2 separate regions of the Sus scrofa genome follow, and region 2 is linked to region 1. A link is a contact called in public Hi-C data. All regions are on one chromosome and are shown on one strand. The core of a region is the stretch at or near the end of the contact, and the rest is flanking DNA. Distances in the headings are between cores, read along the strand shown.

What was found. Hi-C and Micro-C count contacts between places; a contact is called where the count stands out from the background.
Region 2: a Hi-C map of embryonic fibroblasts shows a contact between it and region 1, with 2.4 times the contacts expected there. The contact joins the promoter of ARL9 here to the promoter of SRP72 in region 1. A contact is called at or near these places in 6 of 47 Hi-C or Micro-C datasets (embryonic fibroblasts, epiblast stem cells, fetal heart ventricle and 1 more).

What each region holds. Positions count from the first base shown.
Region 1 is chr8:55,727,582-55,730,998 of Sscrofa11.1, forward strand. SRP72 (signal recognition particle subunit SRP72) reads left to right here and starts at 1,621. Exons shown (of 20, transcript XM_021100536.1): 1 at 1,621-1,777. The coding sequence starts at 1,666.
Region 2 is chr8:55,761,296-55,764,427 of Sscrofa11.1, forward strand. It overlaps ARL9 (ADP-ribosylation factor-like protein 9), which reads left to right and starts at 1,607. Exons shown (of 4, transcript XM_003356938.4): 1 at 1,607-2,019. It overlaps SRP72 (signal recognition particle subunit SRP72), which reads left to right. Exons shown (of 20, transcript XM_021100536.1): 20 at 1-1,003.

The sequences.
Region 1 (3,417 bases), core at 371-2,870:
TACAAAGTATATAGTCTACAGAAATGCAAATTGTGAATCCTTACATAAAGTCAGCCTTCTGAAAAGGCACTACTAAGACAGTGATTCTTAACTTTTGGGGTGGAGGTGGGCAGGGGGAGAGATGATATAAATTTCTTTGGAGAATTGGATGAAAGCTACAAAATCTTCAGAAAAATTCCCACAAAGTTTCGGGTACACCAAATATCATCTAGAGCTCTCTGCATCCATCTGAAAGTCAGATATAAATGGCTTGAAACGTGTGACAGTTATGCAGGCAGCAGAGGTCCACAGCTCTCCTGGTGATTTGTACTAACTCACAAGAGATCGTACCCTCCTGAGGCAGAGTTCACTGGACCATTAGTGCCGTTTCTCCACTGCACATAGGGACCACAGATGGAATGTGCCAGGCGCCATGGGACATAACCAGGAGCTGGACATCGCTTCTGCTCACAAAGAACGCAAAGAGTAGGGGAGAAATAAGTAAAAGTCCATTCAGTTAAAAAGTAGCGTTCCAACTATAGGCCAGGAAACGTGCTAAATCCTAGGGCCACTAGGAATTGTAGTCCCTGTGGAGAGACGGACCTTAAACGAGCAGTGCTCAGGGTAGAGAGCTCCAAGAGGGTGTCATGGGGGAACTGCTGCGCAATCAGAGTGCTAACTTGTTCTCTGGAACCAGAAGGACACAGCGATATAGAAAAGGCATTAGCTAGGCTGCTGGGAAAGAGGCGGGGAGTGGCAGGAAGCGGTAAGATGGTGCCAAAAATGGGTCTGCAGAGGAGGCGTTCAATGGAAGAGCCTGTCATTCTCCGGAGGAGCACACTCCTTTAGGTACTCGGTCCTGACCCTCAAACACATCCTAACCCCTACATTCCTGTGTCACTCCAGCGCTTATTGTGCCCGGATGCGTAGGTATCATTTATCCTACAACCCTGATACGTCACCCATACTTTATGGTGGCGAAAACTGGGACTCTGACATCCCGCTCCGTCAGACATCTGGGGGGTCGCAGAGCCAGGAATGGTACCTGGGTATTCTCGCTCCAAACTCATTACCCTTCGGGCCTTAGTGCCCACTGCTCCCGACCTGGCAGCCGAGGGGGATTCACCAAACATGCTTGGCGCCTGGAGAGTCTTTGCTTTTTCTGTGCCTTTCCTCATGTTCGCTTCTCCGCCTGGATTACCCAGAACCAGCCCCAGGTTTTCCGAATCCCCTGCCCAGACCCCCTTCGGACGGTGATTCCTCGGGGCAGTTCTAGGCAGCAGGAAGCCGACTCGGCCCTGCCCTCCCCTAGCGAGGCCTCCCACGGCTTCCAGCAGTGCTTCCCCACCACACAGGCCTCCCCTAGGCTCCGGGGACTGCTGCCCAGCTCCGCCTCTGCAGGCACGCTGCGCCGCCACCACCCCGGAAACGCACGTTGCGCCGCCGCCGCCCCGCTACCCGCCCCCCCGCCCCGGGCTTCAGGGGTTGTTCCTCCAACCCGCTCCAAGTACGGCGCATCGGCTCTGTCTACGTGCACTCCTAGCTCTACGAACCACGCCGGCGGAGCCGACACCGCCTCACGGTTCTGGGTGCCTCCGACCCCCGAGCCCCGCGGCCCCGGCTTCCGCTTCGCGCGGACCCTCCGCATCCTCTTCCGGGTCAGAGGTCGCCCGCGTCCCCGCCAAGATGGCGAGCGGTGGCGGCGGTGGGGGGGTGTCGGTGCCTGCACTCTGGAGCGAAGTGAACCGTTACGGCCAGAACGGCGACTTTACGCGCGCTCTCAAAACCGTCAATAAGAGTAAGTGCCCGCGTGGGCGCCGGGGCCGGGGGAGCCGGCCCGCCGGGAGGATGCGGCCTCCTTCGGGGGCGCGTGACCACCTCCCGGCAGACCCGGGGAGGGGAGAGCCCACCGCCGCCGCGGCTGGAGCGCCCAGCGGACGCGGGACGCAGCCCCTCCGCGTCCTGGCCGGCCCTGGGTCCGTGGCGGCTTCAGGCCACGTTTGCTTCCCTCTCTACCTTCTGCGCGAGGCCAGGGCATCTCTGAAGGGACTGCAGCTGCCGGAGTCCCCTCCAAGGTGTTTTTATTACACTGCACTGTTTGCACGTCCAGTCTTGCAAATGCTCCATTCCCATCGCGTCCTTTTCGCCCGCCTTTTAGCGGGGTGATGAGACAGTATCGCTGAGGGGCCTGTTCTCTTGGGGCGCAGCGCGGGGAGGCAGCGCCTAGGACACGTCATTGGGAAGCTAGCACTGACGAGGTGGAAGCCGCACCCACTCGGGGTAGAGGCTCGGGCTGGATCCGACGTCCGCAGACAGGCCCGCCCCACACCAGAAAAAGAGTGTGTAAAAGCAGTGACGTTTGAAATAACCTTGCAAAGCAAAGTTTATCTGATCATTTCGAGTCAGCTCCTCCGATATGACGTTCAGCCCATATTTTATCCTTCGTCATCCAAGTGTAATACGGCCATGCTTTTTAAGCTCTGTCGAGGTAAATTTTTACCTGAAGATATTCCCTGTATTTGTTAGGTGTGGAAATGTAGTTACAGAAATAACATACGAGGTATTTCTGTAACATACAAGTGTGAATTTTCAACAGCCTTTACTGTTCATCCTTTAACAGTGGGTTAAGGATCTGGCGTGGCCGTGAGCTGTGGTGTGGGTCGCAGACGCGGCTCGGATCCCAGCGTTGCTGTGGCTCTGGCGTAGGCCTGTGGCTACAGCTCCGATTAGACGCCTAGCCTGGGAACCTCCATATGCCTTGGGAGCAGCTCAAGAAAAGGCAGAAAGACAAAAAAGAAAAGAAAATTGAGATTTGGCAGTCAAATGACTTGTCCAGGACCTCAAGGCATTAGTGACAACCCTGTACTCAAAGCTGACATTTGCTTCCAAGTTCTATGTGAACTTTTTTCTTTTGCTGTGAAGTAATGAAATATGTATGATGTAGCGTGTGTCCCAAGATGAAAAAGCTATAGTAAACAGCTTCATTCTTGCTTCTTCTCTTTTTTTATTGGACGTTTATTTATTTAGTTACTTTGCCTTTTGTCTTCTTAGGATATGGAGGTTCCCAGGCTCGGGGTCGAATCAGAGCTTGTTGCTACCATCCTACACCACAGCTCACAGCAACGCCGGATCCTTAACCCACTGATTGAGGTCAGGGATTGAACCTGCAACCTCATGGTTCCTAGTTGGATTCGTTTCCGCTGAGCCATGATGGGAACTCCCATTCTTGCTTCTTTATTTCACTTTGCTTTTTTAGTACATACATCTTAGGAAGATATCTCACTGAAAGTCTAACTTAACTCCCCTTATTGTCACTTCTTAAGTTAAAAATAAAGATCAGCAGAGTTCCCACTGTGGCCCTATGGGTTAAGGATCAAATGTTGTCTCTGCAGTGGCTCAGGTCACTGCTTTCTTTGGCCTGGGAACTTCCATATGCCA
Region 2 (3,132 bases), core at 357-2,856, 34 kb after region 1:
TCTGGAGTTCCCTTTGTGGCTCAGCGGTAACAAACCCAACTAGTGGCCATGAGGTTATGAGTTTGATCCCTGGCCTCACTCAATGAGTTAGGGATCCAGTGTTGCTGTGAGCTGTGGTGTAGGTCGTGGATGCACCTCAGATCCTGTGTTACTGTGGCTGTGGTGTAGGCCGGCAGCTATAGAAGAACTTCTTTGTGCCCCCATGTCATTTTCAAATTATTATGTTGATTTATTAACAATCTCAAAGGAAATGTATCAGTGTTGCAAGAAGTTGTCTCTTAGACCCAGTGTTCTGAGGTCAGATGGATTTGGATTTTGTCACTCAGAAAGCTTTCAGTGGCCCCTACCACAAACATGAATGTTGACTTCCTACATAAGAGGGAATCGGCCTCAGAGTACAGGATTAAAACTGAGCCCAACTGTTTGGCCCAGTTAATAGGTCTCAAATGACTCCTCTTTCTCATGGGGCTGTGACCACCACTCACTGCCCTTCTCAGAGTCATGCAGTCTTTTAGTCAGGCTGTGGTCTCCGGGTCTCTGGTCTTGCCTTGCTTACAAGTCGCTTTCCCATTGAACAGGCATGAGGCAGACGCCCTGGACGCCCACTCTTGTTCGTATTCATTTTATGCTGCCCAGGCTGGTGCTCGGTGTCAGCTTAGGACTGTTTCCTTGTGTTCATACTGCTCTGTCTGTCCTTGTTAATAAAGTGCTGCTGTGTTTGAACATATCTACTGAAAAATTCTTCAGAGAGTTTTTTAAAAGGCTTTCCTCCTTTACCCAAGGAAGAAGTGTGGCGCTGCCTGTTTAGCGTGATCAGAATGTGGTGGCATAGAGAACAAGAGACCTTGGCATTATGAATGACTTACTGTGTCATTTTACTTTCTGGGCTCTCAGAATAGTCTTTTCGTAAGAGTGACAGATTCCTTTTCATGAGTATATACCCCATTACAAAAATAATTGTTAATTTATGACTTGGATTCCATTAAATTTCTGTGGTGAAGAATACTCATTTTTTAGATTAACTAAGCCACAGATTTTTGGTGAAAATTATCCATATCCATCATTGAAAATTTTGACCCAAAGCACAATGAAGTTAACGGTCATTGTAATTGCCAGTCATTACTAAGCAGCTGAAATTGCAGTTCAAATAAGTTGTAATTGTTAAATGAAGTGTAAACACCTACATTAACTTTCTAGGAGTTCTTCTTTGGGACAGATCTTTAACCAGTGACATATACACTTTGTATGTGTGTGTACATTTATAAAAACCAATATGGGTACATCCGTCTGCTGTGGCACATTTTAAAATAAATCATGTTAGCAGCGAGTATGGATTAAGGCATTTTGGAGTGTTGGCATCTTACAGAGGACTTCTGTTAGTATATCAAGAATTTTTTAAGCTGAGTAGCTAAAATTGTCCCCCTGTCCCTCCCAGCAAAACAGTAAAACTAGTGAGATTGAGAGAACCTAGTTTGCACTGAAAATTCATTATGTTGATATTTGTAAATAAATCGAGGAGTAAACATTTTTTAAGCTACTAAGCTTAGCATTTTCAAGACTCCTTGGAAAACACTAACCTTAAAAACTACTTAAAAAACTGTTGTATCACTCAAAAGTCTTCTGGAACCTGCCATTCATTTATTCCTTAAAAACCTGTTTGAGAGGTAGATCTGATAAAGTCAGTTTATTGCGTTAACTTTGTCGGATTGTGAAATACACTAAAGAGTCCAATTTAACAAAATAATAAAAAGAACCATCCATATACTTGCTAAACTGTTTACCCGACCTTACACCACCTTTGAAGAGCCCCGTGGTACTTGAGTTGCTGCACAGTAGATCAGACCAGACTGTTACTTTATTACGCGATATGACTGGTGGCCCTGATCCTTGCAGACTAATCTCCAAAGAATTCTGTTTTAAGCCAAGTGCAGCCAATTTATAAGGGAGACATTCTCATTCCTCTCTCCCTGTAAGCGTCCGGACAGCATCACTGCAGGCTCATGGTGCCCCGCGAGGAAGGTGGGGTCCTCCGGGGCGGGCTCGGGGGAAGGCCTTTCGGAGACATCCCTCTCAGCCCAGGGAGCAGCTTCGCCGCCCTCCCCGGCACCGCGGCGGCGAGCCTCGGGATTCCCGGGGCTGGGCGAGACCCCGCTGGCCCCGCTCCAGCCCGCGTGCGGCGAGTCTGCGGCGGGCAGGCCCCGGCGCGCGAGCGCAAAGCGCCGGGCCCAAGGGGCGGCGCTCGCCGCGGGGGCCTACGTCTGCTCCCGGCGCCCCGCAGAGGCCCCGCCGCCAGACCCTGGCCCGCGGCTCCAGCGCGCCGGCGCGCGGAGAGGGGGGGCCGGCGCTGGTGATGGAGAAGGGGACCGGGAAGAGGGGAGAGAAGGGAAAGGCGCGGGCGGGAGGGCGGACGCGGGAGACGGCGGGGAAGAGGGAGGGCGTCCGGGGGAAAGAGGAGGGCCAGGAGCCAGCCAGGAGGCCAGAGGAGACCGAGGGAGAGCCGGAGCGAGCCAGGGAAAAAGAAGGGAAAGCGGACAGCAGCTCGACGACAGGGCCCTCGCCGGAGCCGCCGGTGAGAGGCCGGGGCCGGCGTCCGGCGTCGGCCGAGCGCGGCTCTGTTACGTGAGAGGCGGCCGCGCGGCGGGTGGAGTGGGATGCGCCGGACTGGGAACGACCGTCGCTGGCCCATTCTTCCCGGCCCCTGGCCCGCTCTCTCCATAAAGCCGACGCTGGGTCTCCGCCCTGGCCGGGTCTAGGGCGAAAAAGCCCCCTAGGTGAAGTTCACGGGGCCGGGGGGCGGGGGGGCGGCCGCAGTCTTTGCTGAGTTCTTTGTGGCAAGGCGCATGTTCCAAAGTTGTGCGGGCTGCTGGGGGCTCTCTAGACCTTTTGTGTGGGCACTGCGGTTACCACTTGTTTTCAGACCTCCAGCTTCCAGAAGGGACAATCACTAAGGTTTAATTGAGAGATTTCAGAAACAAGGCATTGTCCTCGCAAAGGTGATGCCACTTCTATGCGTACCCAGCGTGGTCAGTCATAGCCAGAGAGTAGAATGGAGAGCGCCAGGGTCTGGGGGAGGGAAGGTGGGAGTTGGTGTTTCAGTTTTTTAAGATGAAAAGAGTTATGGAGATGGATAGT